4 separate regions of the Mus musculus genome follow, and regions 1, 3 and 4 are each linked to region 2. Evidence: chromatin contacts called from public HiChIP or PLAC-seq data. All regions are on one chromosome and are shown on one strand. Each heading gives the region's core, a stretch centred on a gene start, on an enhancer-like site or on the middle of the called end of the contact. The rest is flanking DNA. Distances are from core to core; before and after follow the strand shown. Region 1 holds the start of D930020B18Rik (RIKEN cDNA D930020B18 gene). Region 2 holds the start of Wif1 (Wnt inhibitory factor 1). Region 3 has its middle 45 kb from the start of Llph. Region 4 holds the start of Tmbim4 (transmembrane BAX inhibitor motif containing 4).

The links. HiChIP or PLAC-seq counts read pairs in DNA pulled down with a chosen protein or histone mark.
Region 1: a contact with region 2 is called in an HNF4G HiChIP or PLAC-seq map of pancreatic cancer cells. The contact joins the promoter of D930020B18Rik here to the promoter of Wif1 in region 2. A contact is called at or near these places in 2 of 115 datasets of contacts at active chromatin or transcription factors (bone marrow-derived macrophages and pancreatic cancer cells) and 1 of 9 other capture datasets (liver).
Region 3: an H3K27ac HiChIP or PLAC-seq map of the NIH/3T3 cell line shows a contact between it and region 2, with 10 times the contacts expected there. The contact joins the enhancer-like site here to the promoter of Wif1 in region 2. A contact is called at or near these places in 6 of 39 promoter capture datasets (the C10 cell line, the SN4741 cell line, embryonic stem cells and 3 more) and 1 of 115 datasets of contacts at active chromatin or transcription factors (the NIH/3T3 cell line).
Region 4: a FOXA1 HiChIP or PLAC-seq map of pancreatic cancer cells shows a contact between it and region 2. The contact joins the promoter of Tmbim4 here to the promoter of Wif1 in region 2. A contact is called at or near these places in 6 of 39 promoter capture datasets (frontonasal cranial neural crest, hippocampal neurons, liver and 2 more) and 3 of 115 datasets of contacts at active chromatin or transcription factors (embryonic limb bud, large pre-B cells and pancreatic cancer cells).

The regions. Positions count from the first base shown.
Region 1 is chr10:121,638,658-121,644,890 of GRCm38.p6, reverse strand. It overlaps D930020B18Rik (RIKEN cDNA D930020B18 gene), which reads right to left and starts at 3,190. Exons shown (of 13, transcript NM_177335.4): 1 at 2,822-3,190. The coding sequence starts at 3,073.
Region 2 is chr10:121,032,054-121,037,775 of GRCm38.p6, reverse strand. Wif1 (Wnt inhibitory factor 1) reads right to left here and starts at 3,772. Exons shown (of 10, transcript NM_011915.2): 1 at 3,286-3,772; 2 at 2,671-2,810. The coding sequence starts at 3,433.
Region 3 is chr10:120,269,633-120,275,461 of GRCm38.p6, reverse strand. No RefSeq gene overlaps it. Among named protein-coding and RNA genes, the nearest start is that of Llph, 45 kb to the right of the region's middle. Within about 2 kb of position 2,666, at least 69 of the 459 cell types and tissues checked have an H3K27ac peak or open chromatin away from gene starts, as enhancers often do. A contact at or near this core is called in the NIH/3T3 cell line, where this site is marked.
Region 4 is chr10:120,206,317-120,211,971 of GRCm38.p6, reverse strand. It overlaps Tmbim4 (transmembrane BAX inhibitor motif containing 4), which reads right to left and starts at 3,146. Exons shown (of 7, transcript NM_026617.3): 1 at 3,030-3,146. The coding sequence starts at 3,126.

The DNA.
Region 1 (6,233 bases), core at 1,941-4,440, 610 kb before region 2:
GGATGTGGGTGTTGGGACCTGAACTTGGGTCCCTCTGTAAGCACTCTGAACTGATGAGCCACCTCTACAGCCCCTGTTTATTAACGTTTTCAGTGGGGTCTATGTAGCCCAGGCTGGCCCTAAACTCATGTCCTCTGCCTCTACCTCTTGAGAGCTGGGATGAAGACATGGGCCACCAGGCCCAGTTCAGATGCCTCCTTTACTTAAGTCCATTAAGTGGCATTCGTAATTTCCCTTGTGATATAACATAGTCACAAGTTCCAGGGGTTTGGAGCCTTCCAAAGCTAACCTACATTTTGCAAGATGGACCATAAACCTAGTAACAATATTTAAATCTTATATTTGTGCAGAACATTTATAGATGTTACATATTCTTCTCGTGTTGTTTGTTTGTTTGTTTGGGGGGAGTTGTTTCGTTTTGTTTGCAAACAGGAGGTTGAATTTAGTCATCATGCATTAATATTCTTCTGCATATTCAACAGATAGGTGTTGGTGGTGCACACCTTTAGTCCCAGCACTCAGGAGGCAGAGGCAGGCGGATCTCTGAGTTAGAGGCCAGCCTGGTCTACAGCGTGAGTTCCAGGACAGCCAGGGCTATACAGAGAAACTTATCTCAAAAACAAAAACAGCTGAATGGAAAAGTATTGGCTCAGGACCCCCAAGACCAAGTTCTCGGCACAAAAGAGATTTGTCCCAGAGGGACAGAGGGTGGGGATAAGGAACAGAGATAGGTGATGGAGGAAGAGGGGAAAGACCAAAGGGGGGGGGCAGGCAAGGGAAAGGGGAAGGGGTATTTGTCCCAGAGTGGGGCAAAGGACTGCCTCTGGATGGAGGGGAGAGAGGTGTGGCCCAAGGGCAAACGGTGGTTTATAAGATAAAATAGGGAACCCCATGTTAGGATAAGGTATTTCATTTTAATTGAGCATGTTAATTAGGTGAGCCAAAGGGGGCTTTTGATTGCTGGACTTCAATACTTTAATTTAGCTGGACCTTGGTAGTCAGCCTCAGGAGGAGGAATTGGCCAAATAGGGAAGTGACGTTGGGAGTTTAGGAATGTAATCTAATGTTTTGTTGTTGTTGTGGTGGTGGTGGTGGTTGTTTTCGTTTTTGTTTTTTGTTTTGTTTTTTGCCAGGCAGAGGGAATGGGGGAGAAGGGCAAAGCCTGCCAGAGCCATGCTTGCCACACACAGGCTGGCCAGAGTCTCTTCAACAACAAAAAACTCTCCTGAATTCCTGAAAGGCAAATCCGTCCATAAAGCATGAGAAGTTATAGAGCTTCTTTTCACAGAGTTGATTCTGGGTTTCTGGACCCTAAGGAATATTACTGTGCTGCTCGCTTTCTCTCTCTCTCTCTCTCTCTCTCTCTCTCTCTCTCTCTGACACCTTAAAGTAGTATATACAGCTACCAACAGACTGTGTCTGTTGGGGAAGAATAGCAATATCAAAAAATCATCACAGTTTTGTCGAAACAACAAATATTTTCACTAAAGACGCTAAAAATGCTGGGTGCAAAAAAGCTTTCTAGCACATTTGCTCAGACTGCAAGGCCGTACGCTGGTAGAGCACTTATCTAGCACAAGGTTCTGGGATACACATGCACACACTGCAGTTTATTTATATGGCAATTTATTTCTAATTAGTTCAAAAGAGTGGAAATAATGTCAAGGATTTACTTCTTTTACTCAAAGAAAAAAGAAAGGAGAGGAAAGGGAAGGAAAAGAGAGCAGGCCAGCTGGCTCAGCAGCTCAGAGAGCTGCTTGCTTAATGCCAAGCCTCAACACCTGTGTTCAAGTTCCAAGACCCACAAACTGAGAGAACTGACTTACACAAACTCCTCAGACCTCCACATTCTCACCATGACACACACACGCACACACACACTCACAAATATACACGTGCACACAAAATAAAAAGTGTAATAAAAGTTTCAAAGAAACAAAGGTAGCCACAGCCGACATCTGAGTAGAATTTAAAAAGAAAATTATTTAATTGTATTATTTTCTTATAAATGTGTTAAAGCCAAGTTACTGTTCTGTGGGCAAAACAGCTTCATCAACAGCCTTGCCAACTACTCCCATGGGGACACAGACTTAGGCAAGCGAGAGTAAAGGCTAGACACAAGTCCCAGAGGAACTAGGAACACCTGGAAAGCAGCTCAGACAAAGAGACCTGGAGGCAATCAATAAAAGGAGAAACAGGAGAGGAGGCTGTGCCTCCAATCAGCTGCTGCGTCTTAAAGTCAATCTATTCCCAGAGGAGAGGGAAACAGTGGCTACTCTAAAACCCAGGGCAAGACTGTATCTCTTGAGACTCAGTCCTGAGGACACTCCTTCCAGGAAGCTTCCCCACTCCGTTTGAATTAAGTGGCCAGCCTGAAAGACGCACGGATCCTGTGCACATCACGCAAATTATTCGCTCACGCACTTTTTCTGGACCAGTCACGTGTGGACTACACATGAGCGGCAAGAAAGTAAACAAAGCGTGGCGGCGCTGGCTTGCACAGGTGTGGTCTCCCGTTCCTGCAGAAGAGGTGCAGCACGGTACCCGCACGGAGTAGGTGCTTAATGAACAAGAGGCTTGTCACTATAGCGAGACTGGTTGTCAAACCTGTTGCCCAATTTGGGAGCAGAGGGTTTTCAGGAGGAGAACGGGAGAACTTGTTTATTTGAAATTCTACATCAAACCCCAGCTTTTCCACGCAGCTGCTTTCACTGACAAGAGATGAAGTCCGGGGCGGGATGGGGAAGGTGTTCCTCCTTTCTCCAGCGCCAGAGGGGGATGCGAGAGTTTAGGAAGGAGCCTGCCCGCCCGCAATCCTCACCAGGTCAATGGCCACGACGTCCCGCAAAGCCACTACCCGCCGGATGGACTTGGGCGGGTTCTCGGTCAGGTAGATGAGCCGGTCGCTGAGCACCACGTACTTGAACGTGTGCTTCTCGGCGTCCGACACCACGATGCACGGCTCGTAGGCGCGGACCGCGTCGTACACCTCCGGAGGCAGGTGCCGCCGCAAGAACGCGTCCAGACGGCTGTTCGTGCGCCCGGGGAAGCCGGATCGCGCGGGGCTTGCCATGCGACACCCGCGACCAGGCAGAGTATCCTGGGTGGCTGCGACTCCACGACACCCAGTGGAACCCGCGCGCGCCACAAAGCCGCGCGCCTGCCGCCTCTGCCACCAGCGCGTCCCGGTGCCCGGAGCCGGACCTTGCTTCAGGAACCAGCTCCGGAGTCGTGTTCCCCGAGCCCCCTGCCCCGCCCGGTCCCGCCCCTAAACTTCGTCCTCACCTACACAGCGATGGGCGGAGCAAGACTAAAGTGTTGATTGACAAGGAGAAGTACTCAAGGGTCTGGGAAGAAATACGGCCCCTTTTCAGCTACTGAGCCACATGGTCACATTAAAAACTCCACTGATAACGGAGGCCGGTTTGAATCTGATTTCCTGTTAAAGAGAAACTTGAAACCGATGGGATTTTGCGGAGTTGAGAATCCTATAATTACCATAACACTGCCTGCTGTGACTTTCAAGCTTTGTCTTAGAGGCAGGAGTCTCCAAAGACCCTTACAAACTGTTTTGGTAACTCAAGCCATACAAGCCGTGCGTCTGTGTCCCCGATGCCTAGAACGATGCGGAAAATGAATGCCAGGTGGAAGGGCCCTCTGGAAGCCGATGGGTTGAAGGATGTGATTATGTAACCTTAGAGATGCAGAGCAATAAAGGGGTTGCTTCACGTTTGCGAGCTGGCCAGGAATAACGCTGTATGTTAGGTTGGCGTGCTAGGAAGCACAATAGAAACTTGCCCTAGGTGTGCGCTTCCATTTTTATTTCAAACCCCGGAAAACCCATCTTTCTCCCCCTTCCCACTCATAGAAAGACCCGAGGATGGAGCTGGCCCACATTTGTAGGTCCAGGATTCCAGAGACAGGCCTGAGGACAAGCCATAAACTGGAGGTCTACCTTTGTTAATCTAGTGAGTTCTGGGATGCACGGCAAAACCCTGTCTCAAAAGTAAATTCATGGAGATGATACAATGAAACTATATTATTCCTCTATTTGCTAACAGACCTCAATAAAGTCTGATGTTCCTTACGGTGATTTATAGTCTCCCTTTTCATACTTTACTATTATGAGCTGAATATTGTAAACAATTCCAAATTCATCATGGGAGAAGAGCATAGATGTGTCTCAGTATACAACCAGATATGGTGAACAACTCACCACAGCAGGGAAAGAGTAAGTCATTGTTTCTTTTCTTAGCATGTAATTGCTCGGAGTGGGGAGGAAGTGCCACCTGCTGGCAGAATCTCAAATTCTGTGTGGCCTAGCACTCAGTGTCCCCAGAATCTGCTCTGTCTGACTCCTCAGCCGATAGATAAAAATTGACTCTCACCATGGTTACAAGCTTTGCTGGTAAAGGACCTTTGCCACTTTAAGCCAATAGAAAGGCAAGGACCCTCAACTCTGCCTGATAGTTACCCTCACAGCAGCTCAGTGACAAATAACAGTAACTGTGACATCAGAGGTAGAAAGTGACTTCAGACCACTCACTGTTCTGTCTCTGGGTTTCTGGTTTTATACCCACTTCCTGGGACCAAGACAAACAGAACGCCCGGAGCATTCCAGAAATGGTGTTGCACTTGCTGTGGGTGCTTAAACACCCATTGAAAAACAATTAGCTTTTGGTGACCAAGACACCAACTTTAATAAACCTTAGGATGAAGCACAAGACAGAGGTACTAATGACCTCATCTAGGCTTGGCGACTCACAGAGAAGACAGTGTCATGGTTTCCAGGTTCTCCATGTTCCACTCTGTTGCCAGGGAAACAGCAAAGGTCAGATGGCAAGGATGAGATTAACCAACTGCAAAGGAAAAAATTGCTGAATTTGGAGCCAGGGGCTGGGGAGGGGGGTGTATTGGATTAGTACTAATACCACTGTTCACTATCTGTGAGAGTTTTAGGGAAAAAAAAAATATATATATATCACTTAGCCTTCCTGAGCCTAAGGCTCATCATATATAGAATGCAACTTCTAACACGTGCCTGGCCTACCAAAGAGAGCAGAAGTGAGGGCTAGAGAGTACCCAGCCTGCCAAAGAGCAGGAGTGAGGGCCAGAAAGTAGTAATGACACTGAAGTGTTTTTGTTCCCCAGTTTTTTCAAATCCCTCCAGAGTAGCTAACCCATATACACCCGAGATTAGTATTCGCTCCTTGTCATCTGAGCCTGTCCAAACTCTAGAAACTTTTAGCACAATAGATTCTGAGTGATCAAGCATTCGATAACCATTTCCACCAAGAGAATGGAGGGTTCCTTGCGGGGCGCTAAGCTCAAAAGGCACGACATCGACGTCCATCAGAACGGAGCGGTATGTCTTGAGTCCAGGGTTAGTGTAGACTGAATTAATTTGAATTAACTTGAAAGAATAGGATTTATGAGCATAATGTTAAAGCAGGCAAACCGGGTTCACACTGTAGTCCTCCAACCCGGTTGTAAATGACCTTGAACATCTCAGGGTCAAGGCCTAGGTGAAATTTGATGCTAGGTAACTGTCACCTGGCTAGCCTGCCATTTTAAGAAAACTTTCTCATGCCCAGGTTGATTCCATATTCTGTTATGTTCTGTGCCCTTGGGAACCAATCACGATAGAAGCCAGTAGAACTGCTTTTGTATCCACAGTAAGACTGGACCACAATCAACCACTCAACAGTACTTCCTGCACCTGCGTATAAGCTTTTATATGGTATTTGCTTTTACAAGTTGTCCCTGGGATGGACCCCAAACAAGAGAGACTCCTGCACCAATATAAGAAACTTTGTAATAAGACTTCCATTTTGAGTAATGATCAAGTAAATATTAAATTCTTAAGACCTCCCTGGGAACTGACACCCTACTTGGCAGAAAGAGACATGGGTAGCTGACATCCTGGTTGGTAAGCTAATGTTAGACAAGTACCATCCTTGTATAGATACGTTAAGACATGAATATTAGACAAGTCGAGTCCCTTGCCACAGTTGAACACCCCAACCAATGGGATCAGGGTAAGTGTACAACAACCACAGGCTCCTAAGGAAAGGAAATCCCCCTATTCCTAAACCCTGATTGGTGGAATGACTTAGCATAGATGTTTGTAGATCGCAGGCTTTAAAAGCCCTGTAGGATGTTAACTCGTCACAGTTCAGTTCCCAAATCTGAACTGTGGCCCTGATAGATGAGTCCTGGGGCATTTGCTCAAT
Region 2 (5,722 bases), core at 2,523-5,022:
TATCCATTGCTTCATCACATGCTGCTGTGATCGCTGGACCTCTAAGTGACTTTTCTGCTAACTGTATGTTCATGTATTCAATTGTCTTAAGATTTGTTTCTGGAAATACACTGTCCCACTGAAAGGTTGCCTTTGAGCCTTTCCTTGCCTAAGTCAGTCTGTCTGGCTTGGTAACCCATGCGCTCATCTGACATGAGAGTCTGCACAATTCCCCACATACCAGAACACCTGCATAACATCTGATCAGTTCCCTATGGGAAAATGAAGCCCGTTGTAGTGGCTCCGTTGTAGTTCTCTGAGGTTGGTAGTGGGCTTTAAATGGCTCTCAACACTCTTGGTGACTGCGCTCAAAACTTCCTAGAAATACATGATTCCTTATTGCTTTTACTAGGTCTTGTATCTTCTTAAAAAAAAAAAAAAAAAAACCCTTTGTCCACATGTTGCTAAAAGAGCCACAGCTTAAAATTTAATTAATCAGATATGTTTCGTTTCTGCAGTGTTGAAATGCCTAAGTGTTTGATATCATTTGGATTAAATAACTAGATAATGGGATGAACTTTTCATTTTTCATGTTGCGATGTGGTTTGGCATAAGCTATGGATGCCTTTCAAAATACTTAATTGATATTGAAGTCATCATTTTTCCCCGTCTTCGAATTCCCCTGGCATGTCAAAATGTGTGCTGCCGGAGTCACATTATTTTAGGGAGCAAAATTAGTTATATTTAAATAAGATTTAAAACACACCTCTTTCAGCTTTGGGAAGTTCTATCCATGCTACACGCGGATTCCGAGTAATGGCCTGGAGTTACCTCTCCATAGAGAACAAAGTCACTTACTGAAGGGGTAACATTGTTATCTCTCCCTGGTGAACAAAGTCACTTGCTGGAGCGCTAACTGTTGTTCTGCCCAAAGAGATGAGCCATATATTTAATCAACACAACCTCAAGCAGGAAGGAACAAAATACTAGAGGTCCTTAGATGGCTCTAGCTTTCCCCAACCCCTCCAAAACACAGCCCTAAGACTGCTCACTATGCCAATCCCTTTTACAGATATGTGTGCTACAAGGCAATGCACAAGGTAGCATGGAATTGCAGCCTTTGCTTTTAATTCTTTGAAAGACTCTGTCTCTGTCTGTCTCTGTCTCTCTGTCTCTCTCTTTGTGTCTCTCTCTGTGTGTGTGTGTGTGTGTGTGTGTGTGTGTAAGGGAGCTTGGCATTTTCTACCATTCTTCAGTTACGAACCCCTTTCATCTGGCAGGGTAGGGGTTAAGCTACTTTCTAACATTATTATGAAAAAGCATCTTTAAAATATAGGCTGTTGAGCGCAATAACAAGTGGTCAACACCAGCAAACAGATTTGGGTGAAAGAAAAGGAAAACATGAAAGCCCAGTTACTCATTAGTGATTTCCCAATGTACCAAACAACACTGCACATCAAGTATCTACGAAGAGAGGATTGCAGGCAGGAACAAAAACAACAGAGGCTTCAATCAACTTCTCTGTGCAAACGGGACCATCAAATGTCTGACCTGGATCTACCAAACATCATTTAACAAAACAACAACAACAAACAAACAAAAAACAAAAAAACCACGGAGCAGAAGGAACACAGACAGTCTGGATGAGATCTATTTTTAAAAGATTCTTTTAAAAATAGAACAAACTTGAGGATAAAAAGACAGCTGAAGTGGTCATGACTGCAGTGTAATAGGCAGTTGCAGGGCACCAATGTGGTTTCCTGATTTAGCATGGTTGCTTTTTATAAAGTGTTTTCTTGATTGCATCCTTCTTGAAAATGGCTATTTAAGTAATTTTAGAATTAAAAAAAAAAACCTGAAAATGTGCAGTTAATTATAGTTACAATAGTTTTCATAGCAGACACATTTTTACCAACTAATGAGCAGAATTTATCCTGTGCACTTGTCCTCTAGACAATTTTAAAGTCACACAAACATCCTACCCTTCCCAAATCAGAGGACATTAATACAGTCCTGCAGATCTATAAAAGGTAACTTAGAAGGCCTTGCATGCTAAGTACTGAGAGGAACGCTTTGGTGACATAGACTTTTTTCTCTTTTATTTCCATAGGGAAGCATTTTGAGTGGTCGCTTCAGAAAATCAGTAGTCTTTATTTTTCATAATTTTATATTACTTTTTTTGAGTCTCTGAACTTCTACAAGAAATGTGTGGTATCTGCAGCACTCAGCATATCAGCCTTCTAAAATTCATGTCAAGAATACCTACGAACTTATTTTGTTGTGAAGTATGAATCCCATCACAAATGATTATCAGTTAGTATTGAAAGTCTTCTAAATACTTTGTTAATGTTTTAATATCAGTGATTACAGAAACACCATGATATGGATATTTGGGGTCTTTATACTCAAAACCTCAGGATACCAAATCTTATTAAAGTAATGATCGTGAGTACATTGACCCTTAGAGTTCTCCATTTACTTGGCAACTTTAAATACATTGGAACTGATCCCTTGTGTGCTCTGGCAACCAGGCAAGAACTTGTATGGAATTTTAAATGGTATACATCACACCACTATTATTACTACGGGCCACCGGAGCTACATCACACACCATTATTATTACTATGGGCCACGGGAGAATTGAAATACAAAAGAGTGCCTTTTCTCTACCGCTCTGTTATCAGAACTTACCTGCCCCGCAGCTTGCCAGGTAAAATTCATGGAGTGGATATTGACAGGAATGGCTGGCATTCTTTGTTGGGCTTTCCTGAAATCATGTGTAAAGGGGGCCATTTTCCCCTCCGAGACAATCAGAATGTCTTCTTCAAATCCTGTTGTGTAAATAATAAACAAACCTATCAAACTAGTTGCGTTTCTAAGAAACAGACGTTTCATGTAGAAAGCAAAACCCCTGGGAACCAGTGCAGGTCACTGCTTTTCATAAAGCACCTGCCTTTGATACCAACAACAGTACCAGAGTTATTTTTCCTCTCTCTGTGGTAAAAAAAAAAAAAAAAAAAAAAAAAAAAAAAAAAAAAAAAAGTGCTTACAGTGAAGTAAGCGGGTGCCACCGCTGGATTCCTGTTACAAATCTGCAGTCAGGACTAGCAACAGCAGGGCTGGGATGTTGGGTCGGCTTTGCTTTTTTGAGAAAAAAATCTCATAAGCCTCTAAATAGAGAATCCTGATTTTTAAAAAGAGGGGGCAGTCACCCTTGAAGTTGTTTTAAAACACACTCGGTGCACGTGTCTCCGCTCTAATGGAAAAACTGAGGACCACTGGGAAGGTGCAGATGCCGGACCTTACCTATGAGCACTCTAGCCTGATGGGCGTCGATCCACAGGTACAAGCTCTCCTCAGGTGGCTGCCCTGCATCCGCTCGCAGCAGGAGCAGGCAAGGTAGGATGCTCCAGAGCCGGAGCGCGAAAGCAGGGAAGGCTCTTCTCCGAGCCATGGTGCTCAGGACCTTCTCGCTGGTGGTGCAACTCCTGCCGCAGCGACCCAACCTGTGCTGCTTGTGAAGTTCTCGCCTTGGCTGCAGCTGGCGGGGCTGGAGCTGTTCCTACTTAAACGACTGGGCGTGCAAGTCTCCAGTCTCCGTTGCGAGTGAGCCTGGGAGTGCTGGAGAGGAGGGAGCAAGGAGGGAGTGGATGCGCGGCCGCGTAGAAAGAGGTGGGGGCTGGAGGGAGAGGGGGACGCAGAGACACGATGCTGGCAAAGCTGGCAATGCCAGCACGTCCCACAGCGCCAGCAGCTAGAGGAGCACACTCGAGAGGGAGGAACCGCGGGAACTGCTGGCAAAAGGCGAGCACTGAGAGCGGCCGGTGGTGTGCAGGCGGTCGCCACTAGGGAGCGCTGCGGAGCCGCGGGGGCGGGGCCGCGGTACCCGGTAGACCCCGCTCGCCTGCGCCAGGTGAATGAAAACGGGGACACAACCAAGAAACACACCCAAAGGGACTTCTGGGTCATCACTCAGGCCTCCTGCCGCCCGAAGAGACACGTGTGGATGGCCGGGGTGCTATAAACAAACAAACAAAAAAATCTGGGCTCGATTCGTGGTCAAAGATAAATTCCGTTTAACAGTGGAGCTAACGGAAAGCACATAGCCAGCCCACCCTTTCTCTTCGAACTACATTTCAGACTGCATCTCTGTGTGCCTGTCTGCAAACTCTGACTTCTCTAGCTGACAGTTTGCGCTCTCGCTCTCTCTCTCCTAGGAAGTTAAATACTGAGACTCCACAGGCTAGTCGGGCTACTGCAGGCGCTGGTCCTCGCAGGACGTTCATTTATTTCTGCACTGGACAGACACCCGACAGGTGGCGTGGTTTGTCTTCTTGATAACCCAGTTGCACCCGGAATAGTTCCCTAGGACCTCGATGATAGCTGTAATCCCTTTCCCCCCATCCCTGCTCTACGACGGTAGGACTCCCCTTAAAATTGGATTTGGGGGAAAACATTAGGAGGCTCACGCCCAGTCTCTGAAATCTTAGGCGCTTGAGGGTAAGACTGAGGGTCTGGTGGGAGAGCACTTAGCTAGCGGCGGCTTGCAGCATTACCTCTGCACGGAAGGCTTTTTTGCCTGCCTCCTTGAACGTACAGAGAAAGCAGAAACAAATGGTTTTTCAAAAACACAGAAAGTTTTCAGACCCCGGAAAAGCTTTGTTTACTTTTTTTTTTTTTTTTTTTTTTGCACCCAGTGGCTTTCTAGCAAATGCCCCCCAAGGATCTAGACTCTGGCGCTGGGCTGTGTTCCCTTCTGTCCTTTGTAGAGCGGTGGGTCTCTCAGCAGGGGATGGCAAAAACAGAAACTACAGAATAGAAGCCGGACTTGGACGCGTACATGTTCAACAAATGTTAGGTCACAAGCATATTTTTTTAAAAGAAGGAGGAATGGGAAGGGAGGAGGAGGAGGAGAGAAGGAGGAGGAGGAGGAGGAGGAGGAGGAGGAGGAGGAGGAAGAGGAGAAGAAGAGGAAGAAGAAGAAGAAGAAGAAGAAGAAGAAGAAGAAGAAGAAGAAGAAGAAGAAGAAGAAGAAGAAGAAACATGTGTTAAAACTGTGAAATCTGTGTAGGTATCTAACAGATTGGTAGGAAGGTATTGTGTTTGGGAGTTAGACACGAAGACTGTCCATTGTGACTGTGAACTCCATGAAGCTTCATTTTAAAAATTCTTCTCAGGCAGCTACTGTTACTACTCTCATTTTACTGATGGGGAACCAAAGCTTTAAAAGTCTAGTAAATTGACCGCAGATATTCAGCTGGTGAGTGACAAGAGTAGGAATTCAAATCACGATCGCTCTAACTTCAAAGCCCCTTCTTGCAAATCACAATTAAGACGGTTTGCCTCAAAAAAGCTTAACATCTACTCTTTCTTTAAAACAAAACATTTAAACTGGTTGTGGTAGCACAGGCTGTAATCTGGGGGCTAAAGAAGTAGAGGCAGAGGCATCAGGAGCTCATTGTTAATACTAATCGACATATGGAGTTTGAAGCCAGCCTGGGCTACCTGGGACTCTGTCTCAAAAAAACAAAAACAAAAACAACAAAAAACAAACAAAAAAGGATCTTTTCCCAACATTCTATTTTATTAATTAATTGTTGCAGTGAATATTAATTTATATAATGTTTTACTATATTAGGCAAACTTATAACCCTTTAATATTGTAAAAACAGTGTCATTCAGTTACAGGTAATAATTTCGCAACACAATAGACTCTTTTTGACTTGGAATGTGGTTTTCGTTG
Region 3 (5,829 bases), core at 1,417-3,916, 760 kb after region 2:
ATTGTTCAAAGAAACCTTTCTTTGGCACCACAAAATTAAAGGATTTTGAAACTTTGTCTTTTTTTTTTCCATCTTTCCCAAAGGAGGAAATTGTAAAGGCTGTCCTTTGAAAAATAATATAGCAAAACCCAACTTTATTCCCCCAATCTCTTACGAACACTGCAGCTGGCCATGATCTATTTAGCATAACAGGAAAATAACGCATTCGTACCAAGCTGACTCGAAAGGCTTTATAAAACAGCAAAAGCTAGTGACTTGATTGATTATGTTCAAGTGTTTACATAAAAGTGTCCTATTTTGACATCAGTCATACAGCACCACATCTGGAACTTCTAATTAAATTGTGTGAAAAAAAATAGACTACATATTTTATTCGGTCACAATAGTATGGCTAATGAGAAGTACAAACGTATCTGTCATGCCCAGAGCCTGGGATCTGCAGTTGTGGTATGTGTCCGCTAAAATCCCCAGATTTGGATTCTGCAAAGTTTTCATGGCCTCCAACACATGTTTTGTCTGAACAAAGACTGAGAGATGGGGGCCCCACTTCTGTGAGTCTACTGGTATTATTTTTCTTATTTTGATTTAAACCTCTCCAAGCGCCTCTGAGTAAGCTACAAAGTCACGAGAGTTAGAGTAAACTTGTCTTAAGGAATTGGTGTTCGGGGCCCAGGTAAAGGACTCTTGTTTTCTTAAGCTTTGTTTTTGCAGATGAGGACATAACTGCAGGAACTTTAATAAGGAAAGAGGGAGCGAAACCCTATTCCTCACTCAGAACAGGAGCTCATTTCTATCTTCCTGGAAGTGCAGAACCCATGCCCACCTTACAAACAGGCCTGGAGTGCTGATTTAAAACGCTGTCTTTTTTTTTTCCCCCTTCCAAAATTAAGATGAAATATTTTACATAAAGCCAAATAAAGAAGAAAATGGTCTGGCCTGTTAGGGCGTACTTACTTCACTTTTAATATAGACAAATAATCCTTCAAAATTGTCCTTTTTATTTTTTTAAGTTAAATTATGTCCACCCCATGTGCAGATTCAATTTACCCACTAAGTACACAGCTCAGTCTCCCCTCTCAGAGAACCATTCATTTGCCTAAGAAGGTGGGGGAGACCCTGCTGTATTTTCTTAAAGAGATTCCTAACATTTTCCCCCTCCTCCCTCTCGCCTTAAAGACTACTCTGAGAAACTTTGTCCAGCAGTAAAAGGAAAATGGGTTCAAACAAGCTTCAGGAAATTTGGGTAGTAAAACATAAGTTATAAAGTCTATGTTGAGGGCAAAATAAATGGGGCTCTTTTAAATGGGTTAAGTGTCAGCCATGAGACGGAAATGACTTCCTATAGAGTCAGCCATCCCTCCTACTCTCGAGGCAAACGGTGCTGCAAAAGGCTCTCAGGCAGTAAAGGGATACACTGGTCCATGCTGCTGAGCATGCGTCTGGGATGCACACTTATTTACCACACACCACATCTGTCTGGGATGCACACTTATTTACCACACACCACATCTGTCTGGGATGCACACTTATTTACCACTCGCCACATGTGTCTGGGATGCACACTTATTTACTCCGCACCACATGTGTCTGGGATGCACTCTTATTTACCACACACCACATCTGTCTGGGATGCACACTTATTTACCACACACCACATCTGTCTGGGATGCACACTTATTTACCACACACCACATCTGTCTGGGATGCACACTTATTTACTGTGTACTATGTTCAATTTAAGGAAAATAAATGTGAAGGCAGCAACCATGAAGGACAGAGGGCATGGGTTTTCTGTAATTGCAAGGAGACTTGGGTAATGCTGTGTGCATGTTTGATTTAAAATGTTAAAATATTAACAGAAGTTTTCTATAGCAGAGTGTTCCTATCACAGTGAAGTGACTCATAAGAATGCTAAATTCAAACCAGATGGGCACAAACATTACTGGGCGAAAAAAAAAATCATATATTTGGGAGTCAGCGTGGGTCGTCATAAAAATGAAGACCTTGTCGGAGTTCCTGAAGATTGAACTTGCAGAAGTGAAAAGGGAAACAAGGGGAGAGATATTCTCGACTTCCTCTGCGTTAGACAGGCCACCGTCAATTAGAAGAGCTAACATTTATAAAACTTTAGATTGCCGTTTTAATTCATAAAAGATGACTGTTACAGTCCAGAGAGCTCAGATGTGCCAGAGCCCAGGATTCATTAGTTCAGCCGCATGCCACCCTAATAGTGCCCAAGACTCATCTTACTTCCTTCCCGCCCTAAGTCACCCTCATTGAAGATCTATGTGGTATAGAAACTTCCAGCCTGGCCTTTAGTATTCTCCCAGCAAACCACAGAGGAAAATTCCCATTGCAGGGTCAGACACCCAACCAAATCTCTGCTCTCTTAGTTTGTTTGTTTGTTTTTGTTTGTTTTGTTTTTCCCTCCGAGCTTTTCCCCGTTTTCAGATGATCTGCCCCATGTGCTGTGTTTAAATGCGTATGTACCCTACAAGAAGAAAAATATGTGGTCTCGGAATTAATACTTTTTTTTGACTTATAGGGAAATTCCAGTTGTGTTTAACTTGGACTGTGGGATCCGGGAGCTTTACAGAGAGGAGAAACGACGACGAGTGTGTTTTGAGCAGAAATGTGAATCAGGAGTTCCCCACTGTTTGGTTGCTGGAATCCCAGACAACACGGGGAGAAATGATAAGCGCATAATTTAGTCTGGCAGCCGTAGCACTCAGCCTGCGAGCTTGTCAGGTTCTGACTAGGGATGAGAGACCTCCCAGGGACAAGAAGGTACTTCAGGAAACGGTGTTTCTGATTCCGTAGGTGGCCTCTTTCTCCCTGGGTCCCTGTGAATAAGATGCCCGCGTGGTGTTAGGGGGCACTGTGCTCAACTGTGCTGTTTACCTTTCTGAAGAAACCTAAAACCACAGACCTAACCATTTGTGGCCACCGGAGATCTTACAGCGGACTCTCTAAGGCCAGTTGTGTTAACTCCAGAATGCTGGCCCGAGTCCAGCTCAAGTAATTACATTCTGCTCCCCTCAAACTCCCCCTGTAGTTTCCACTGAATCCGATAGTCTGGACCCTCCATCAAGCAGCCTGGCCGGCTCGGTGGTGGTTAGCATTCCACAGAGAGGCAGCCTGTAAGTCCAAGCTGGAAGAAATGAGTGTTCCATCCCCACCAAGCTGCGGCAAATTGGAATTAGCTAGTGTTCATGAAAGCCTCGGGAAACCCGTTTTTTTGAGTGTGTTCACAATCAAAGCTACCTCCTTTGCCCTAGGGAGCCACCTCTGCGAGTGTCGCTTTAACGAAAACGAGTATAGAGATCCTGGGAGGGCAGAGTAGAGTCCTACTCACCTCTGACCTGGAAATACCCTATCTGGGGCAGGGCCAGCAGGGGAGGTGAGTTGAGAAAGCACCGCTCTAACTGTAACAAAGCTCAGAGGCCAGAGAAAAGGAGAAGGGTCTGCGAATGACGTCATATTACGAAGGAATAAAGGATCTTGGGAGGTTTAGCTAAAAGGGGAGAGAGAGGGGCGGGGGGGGGGGGGAGAAAAGAAAGAAGAGGGAGGGGAAAGGAGCAAAGAAAGAAAAAGAAGAAGGAAGGAAGGCAGGTAGGCAGGCAGGCGAGAAGTTAAAATAATTATAAAGAACAAAAGGGGGAAGTAGGAGGGAGGAAAGGGCGAAGAGTGGAGATGAGCAAAAGGGAAAGAGAGAAAGAAGAAACCAAGGGCAGGAGAGAGAGAGAGAGGGAGAGAGAGAGAGAGAGAGAGAGAGAGAGAGAGAGAGAAGGCAGGGAAGTAGAAGAAAAAGGAAGGAAGCTGATATTTAGTACACGGGGCTGATATTTAGATATACGGGGCAGAACCAGAACGAAGGAGGAGTAAGAAACCAGAGACACAGAGCAGAGCCTCCCTCCCTGCTCTGGCCTGCAGGGTCCTTCCTTTCTCACACACCACCTCCATGCATCTTAGCCACTCAGCTCAAAGCCTGACACCTAATGAAATTCATCCCATCAGGAGCCCACTCAGTGGCTCACTTACCGGTGGCACTAACCACACCAGCTCCACTGGCTGCCAATGGACAGATCTCATGGCTTCTGAAAGTCACATGCCATCAGCGAGTCTCTCGTATTGACCAGGACAGAAACCATTCTCTCTCTCAATGTATTTTATTTGATAGCGTTAAGCAAAGCTGATTCAACTCTTCAAACAGGTCATTTTCAATCGCTACTACTTATTAGCTGGGGGCAGCAGCAGACAGATCTATGAGTTAGAAGCTAGCCTGGTCTATCTATTGAGCTCCAGGAAGAAGAACTCTAAATACACTCTATAAAATGTAAATCGGTTTCTTTTGATGGTTTATTTATTTTTATTTTATGCGTACAAATGTTTTGCCTGAATGTTATCAAGGCATACCATGTGCATGCAGTACCCATGAAGACCAGAAGAGGGCACTAGATCACTACATCCTCTGTAGTTGCCATTACAGATACCTAAATTGTCATGTGATTGACAGGCATTGAAACCTCATCTGCTACCACAGCAAGTTCTCTTAACTGTTGAGCCATCCCTCCAGCCCAAAATATAGTTAAATTTTTCATCCACGTATTTGGGACCAGAGTGTTTCAGTTGTTTTTTTTTTTTTTTTTTTTTTTCAAATATTTGCGTATGCACCTGAGATATGTTGGGGATGGTCCCCAAGTCTAAATATAAAATTCTTTTCTTCCATATATACTTTATATGCATAGCTTGAGGGTAGTCTTATGTAGTGTTCTGGTACCCTTGTGAATGACACAGTTTATGTGCGATGAAGCATTAGGTAGAGGGTGAGTTAGCAGTCAGAATGCCTCAGCTTGAAGTAAAAAATAGATCAGGAAACAACAGGAGAATTCAGTCTTTCGGTCTTCCCAATAAAAAGAAAACAGTTCTGTGTGTAAGAAAACAGTTGTGTGTGTGTGTGTGTGTGTGTGTGTGTGTGTATTGGGGCAGGGAGGTAGCAATTTAAAGAGGCTAAACATCTTTCCCTATAGGGAACATCCCATTTACAATGACACGGGGTTTTGAAAGGCCAGGGTGAAAGAGGAATCAGATATTCATGATTAGATTTCCCATTTGTTGAGTCAAGCTTTATTGATACAGCCTCTTAGAAGGAACAACAGCCGATCGTGAGAGCAACGGAAGACGCCGCCGTGTGTGGCCTACCATTTAATAACTACATGTAAGGACTTGGAAAAGAGCTTCAAGACATTTTAGCCGGAGGCTAAATAAATTCTTATGAATATATGGCATCACCTGCAATACCCTGGAGGACAGAGAGAGGGTGTCGTAGAGACGGGCGAGAAGACAAATGGCTTTGTCAGCAAGCCAATACCCTACCCAACATGAGAGCGGTCTCCATAGCCCCTTGGCTGTCCAGCTCAGTAGGATTTTGAAATTCTTCTTCATAACCATGCGCACACCCGAGCAGATTTCTAGCTCTGCAGCCTCCACTCCATATTCCAACCCCAAGTCAAGACCCAGAATGGTGGAAAAGGCCTGGCATTGCACATAACACAAGCCAAATATTTCGTTCATCACAGACAGTGACTTTAGGAGAGCTCTTAAGCAGGGGCACTTTGTACAAGGAAAATTTCACTTTACAAAAGATAGATTGAAAGTGGCTTTCTTTCGGGCTGTGTTTCATCAAGCTGCACATCAGCCTGAATTTGTCTCCCACTAATTAGAATGATTTTTGAGGGGTTTTTTTTGAAGGAAGCTTTTGGATCATTTCGGATTTCAGACGTACTGATTATTGAATGCTCAGCCTACGCTCAGGCAAAAGAAAGCGAA
Region 4 (5,655 bases), core at 1,897-4,396, 830 kb after region 2:
ACAAAACAGCAAAGAAGAGTCGATGGCATATTAGTACATTAAACACGACTAAGTGGGATTTACTCCTGGAAGGCTAGGATGGTTCAATACATGAACGTCAATCAAATGTCATATACTACATTTATAGAATGACAGACATGGGAGGAAATGCTGTCATGTCACTGTCAACTGACACAGAAAAACCATGTGATAAAATTCTACAATCATGTGTTAGCTAGGAATCAAAAGAAACCAATTCACCACGATAAAGAACATATATGAAGGGGCTGGAGAGATGGCAGAGAGGTTAAGAGCACTGGTGGGACACGTGCCTTTTTTAAGTGAGGTTAGAGAATAGCAGAGTTGTAGAAAGAACCTTGACTCAAGGGTCTGAAAACCAAGGGGCAAGGAGCAGTTGATGGCCACTGGTGGGAGTCAGTTTTCTTCCCCCACAGCTTCTAGTAAGTTGCCTACCTAGTGGCCTAGGTAGATGTCCCATTCCCATGCGAAAGTGGGTAGTACTGAGTGGATTCCCTGTATTAAACAAACAAACAAACAAACAAACAAATGGATAGGAAGGTGAGAAAAGGTTGTTGGAGGGAGTGGGGCTGGGCAGGATACACTGTATACATGTATGGAACTGTCAAAGAATAAATTTGAAATATTGGCTTAAAAAAAAAATGAAATCCTGCAATCCAAAAGCCATGATTCAAACGGATTCAAATGGATCACCAGAGAAGCTATGAGCAGTTGATGACTCCTGGGGGTGTGGCGTGAGTATGAATGGCCCCTATAGGCTCTTATATTTAAATGCTTAGTAACCAGGGAATGGAACTATTTGAAAGGATTAGAAGGATTAGGAGGCATGGCTTCGTTGGAGGCAGTGTGTCACTAGGGGTGGGCTTTGAGGTTTCAAAAGCCCAGAATGAGCCCTGAGTCTGTCTCATTCTTTGCTATGGATCAGGGTGTAACTCTCAGGTACTGCTCTAGCACCTGCCTGCACGCTGCCATGCTCCACGCCATGATGATAGTGGACTGAGCCTCTCAAACTGTAAGCATGTCCCCAATGAAATGTTTTCCCTTGTAAGAGTTGCCATGGTCATGGTGTCTTTTCACAGCAATAGAGCAGTGACTAAGACAGGGAGAGCCAGTTTCCTTCTACAACACTATGTGGCTACCCATGCTGTATGTCCTACCACCATGCTCATGGCGGCAGCCCTGCTGGACTCAGTGGGTTTTGTTTTTAACAAGGAGCACATGAAGTTCAGAGGGAAAAGCAGTGCAGGGATAAGGAGGAACTGAGGGGCTGGGGTGGGGGGGATAGATGTGATCAACGCACATCAAGTGCATGTGCTAAATGCTCAAACAACAAAGTACTTTTCAAAATGGGTACTATCAAGGGAATGAAAGGACAGGCCACAGATTGGGAGACAATATTTGCAAAAGATATACCCGGTAAGCAAAGCAAAACAAAACAAACAAACAAAAACAAACAAAACAAAAAACAAAAAAAAAAAAAAAGAAAGAGAGAAAACCTATTAAAATTGCCCAAATCCAAATTAATTAATGACTGCACCAAATTATGGCATGGATGAAGAAGAATTCATTCTTTGTTGCTAGGAATGCAGGGTCACAGTCTAGTGGTTTCTTACAGTACAAAGTCCACTCTTGTGTACCACCCAGCTACCATGCGCCTAGGTATTTATCTAAATGAGTTGAAACTATGTACACACAAATACACACACACACACACACACAAAACCCAGGGGAGTTTGCAAAACAGTTTTATCCATAACTGCCCAAATGCTTGAGCATTCAAGAGAACGACCTTGAGTTGAAGAAAGAAAAGTACTCAGGCACAAAGAGAAAGCAGAGGACGCTTCTATAGCAAGGGCTAGTCAGCAATCCGGCCACGGAGGATAGGGGTGGGGAATCGTAAGTACACACGGCAGTACCAAGTGAATAATGTAGATCTGAAGAGGAAAAAAATAAATAAAACACCCAACACACATGATCTTAACTACGTGGCATTCTGGACTAGGCCTGAGAGAAAGGAAGAATGACAGTCGGACACACATACACTATGACATGGGTGAGCTTTGAAGACATTAATAGAAACATGCCAGTCACAACGGCTAACATGTATGATTTCTTTTTTACTGAGGCAGTTCTAACCGTTTCATAAAGACTGAAGAAATGGGAGTTGCCCAGGGCAGAGGAGGCTGGCAATGGCGAGTTACTTATGGATACAATTTCACTTTTGCTTTGAAAGATGACTAAGTTCTGGCTGGATAGGAAATACCACAGGGCGACAAAACATTACTGCTTGGTACCTCAAAGGTGTCTAGGGTAGCAATTTTTTGGCTACCAGTACTTTTTCATAATGAATATATTTTAAAAGCTGAGCTCACTTGTCAAAATAATTTCAAAATTCATTACAGGAATATCGGGCTAGGTAAGTACCAAGATTCTAGATGCGTCAGAACCACCTTCATTTTTTTTTTTTTTTTTTAAATCCAGAACCGGTTTGAGCTGCCCAGGCAGGTCCATTTCTGTAAAGTGACCTTTGGTGGACAGTGAATTCCGCTTCGTTACGCGTCAACGAACAGCCTAAACTCAAAGTAATAACTTTGAGTCGCCGTGACTTTATGCGTCGGTCTGGGAAACTTCTCAGTCATCACACACACGTATGCCGAGTTCTGTACCCCACGGGGAGACAGTAATGACTAGGATGGTAAGGTCTCAGCACGGGGAACAAATAAATGAGGGCATCAGCCCGTGATTTCCAATGCTTGATATGGATCCTCCTGGTGTGCTGACCCCAAACATGCAATTATATCTGTCCCTACTCCAGAACTGTAATTTTGCTACTGTCACGAATCGTAATGTAAATATCTGATGTGCAGATGGCCTTAGGCGACCCCCTGTGAAAGGGTCCCGCTTGCGACCCTCAGGTTGAGGACCGCTGACCTAGGCGACCCGGCCCACACCTCTAGAAGACAACTATGTCTCCCTCTGGTCACTTGGTCCCCCTGACCCCCGCCACATACCCATGCGGATGTGCACGCTGGCCGACGCCACGCAGCTGCCGTAGTTGAAGTCATCCTCGATGGACGAGCGGGGATAGCCCGGGTCCGTGTCGGCCATGTCGCCAGCAGTGCCCGCCCGCACCTGCCCCGGCCGAAGTGGGAGCCTACACTGACCACAACCGCCTTCACCCACTTCCGGGATGGCCGCCAGACAGAACTAGCCGAACTGCCTCTCTGCAGCGAGCGCCGAACCAGTCGATCGCTCCCATGGAAAAGTCTCCACTAGGAGAGGAGGTTGCTTTCTAGTAGGAGACAGATTGCTCTCTCCCACGTCATCGCAAGGGAGTTTTTTCTAGGATTTTCTTTAAAAGTTCCTCTAGGCCTCTAGAGAATCTCTTCCAGAAAGAGTGCTAAACAAGATAGAAAGATTACGGTATCAATCAACAACCTCTCATTAATTCACTTCAATACTTGGTCCAGGAATGCACTTTTAAGTAAAATTATTTTAAAGCAACATTTAGGCCTTCATTTATTGACCATTTCTTTTAAAACAGACCCCCCCCCCTGCTTTTAAAGTTAAATAATCCTTCATCTTGAAAGACAAGTAGGAATCCACCCCCACCCCCATCCCACCCCCACCCCATGGGCGTAATTCAGGTTTTCACGGATTCGATGTTTGTGAATTGAGAGGGCAAAGTCATCGTGGTGGTGTACAGGACAAGTGCCAAAGAATGAGGCTGGACAGATGAACAAAGGCAAGACCACTGAATGCCAAATATAGAATTCGTGACCGAAACCAAAACCAAAGGAAGAAGGACAGAGAAAGTGGCGATAACAAAATGCATCTGTCATGACACTATTGCAAGCATGAGGTGTAGACTCGCCAAAGAAATATTCCAGGACACCACTAACTTTATTTATCTTTATTGTTTTAAGGGTCTCAATATGCATCTAGCTGCCGTGAGACTCATTATGTAGACCAGACTGGTCTTGAACTCAGAGATCCACCTGCCTCTGTCTCATGAGTGCTGGGATTAAAGGCGTACCAACCGGCCCACTTGTAATTATTTCTATGAGTTTACTTTGACTCATCCCAAAGACAGCAAGTGGGATTCAAAATATTGAAGAACTGTCTATTCTAAAACTAAAAATGTAATATTTTCAGGAAACTTTTTTCAGATATGTTCCACAATAACAAGAATGAAACATGCTTAGCTTTTTATTATTTTTTAAACATGTTGTTACTCACTTCAATAAAGGTAAGAATAGTATTTATTATAGAAGGCAAACTGGAGAAGAATTGGCAACCATCTTTTTATTATCTAAAGACAACACCAATATCTCATTCAGAAAAAAATAATTCTAGCTAGATTGTGCCCCCTATGTGAAAGACAAAATATTAGAACTTAAAGTTATATAAAATAATCTCTTTATAATTTGAAGAAAGCAAAGATTATTTAATCTACAAAGATTGACACACTATATAAAATTGAGAACACCTAGGAGTAAATTTCATTATAAAAGAGTAAAAGCAAACTATGGACTGGGAAATATTTTTAATATACACATCTATATAAAGTTCCCATCCCATACCATAAAAAGAATGACCACAAATCCAGACTTACTCTCTAAAGCAAACTGCTAATAGAAAACGGGGCAAGAGACTGGATCAGGTAACACTGTATGCATAGAATGAAGCCAACTAGGTAATAAGCACAGGGAGAGATGTTTACTCTCACTAATGATCAGAAAAAAATGTAGCTAAATATCAAAAGGAAACATTGCTAAGCATTCATCAAGTGGCTAAAACTAAAGGCTTGACAATGTCACACTCTGGGAAAACCAGATGTAACATATGTAACATAGCTATGACCAGCACAAATTAGAAGGCGCTGCCTAGGACACTGCAGAGATCACGCCCTCAGAAGGACCCTGAGTGAACCCTGGCCGGGCGTGGTGGTGCACGCCTTTAATCCCAGCACTTGAGAGGCAAAGGCAGGTGGATTTCTGAGTTCAAGGCCAGCCTGGTCTACAGAGTGAGTTCCAGGACATCCAGAGCTACACAGAGAAACCCTGTCTTGAAAAAAATCAAAAACCAAAACCAAACAAACAAACAAAAAGAGTGAACCCTGAAAGCACGATGCAACATGGGAAAGGCACATGCAACAATGGCGTCCACCTCTGCCAAAGCTTGCATCTCAGCATTCAGGATGTCTGATGTGCAGAGAATCCAGTTGTATATACAATGCATGGGAATTAACCTACAGTCAAGTGGTGATTGTTGCTGAGCACAAGGAAAGAAGGAAGGGAGGATGGTGGCAGAACTGACTCTGAATGTAGAAAGGTACAACGTTCTAAAAACTGTGGACCACCAACAAATCTCACTACATCCTTTTGTTCCACTGGTGTTCCTTTCTGGTATCAGCAAAGGCTTTGCTCAGAACAGAAAGGCATGGAAAGAAAGGGGAGGAGAGACAGGGTCTTAGCTGACTTGATCTCCTAGCCTACTGTAAAGCCCCTAGCTCTCTTCTTTAGAAAAGCATACTTTTACCAGGCGAGCATGATGACTCTGGGTAACAATATTTGAAAAAGAACAACATTGGTATACTTAAAATCATTCTGACAATATGTAAAATCTTGGCCATGT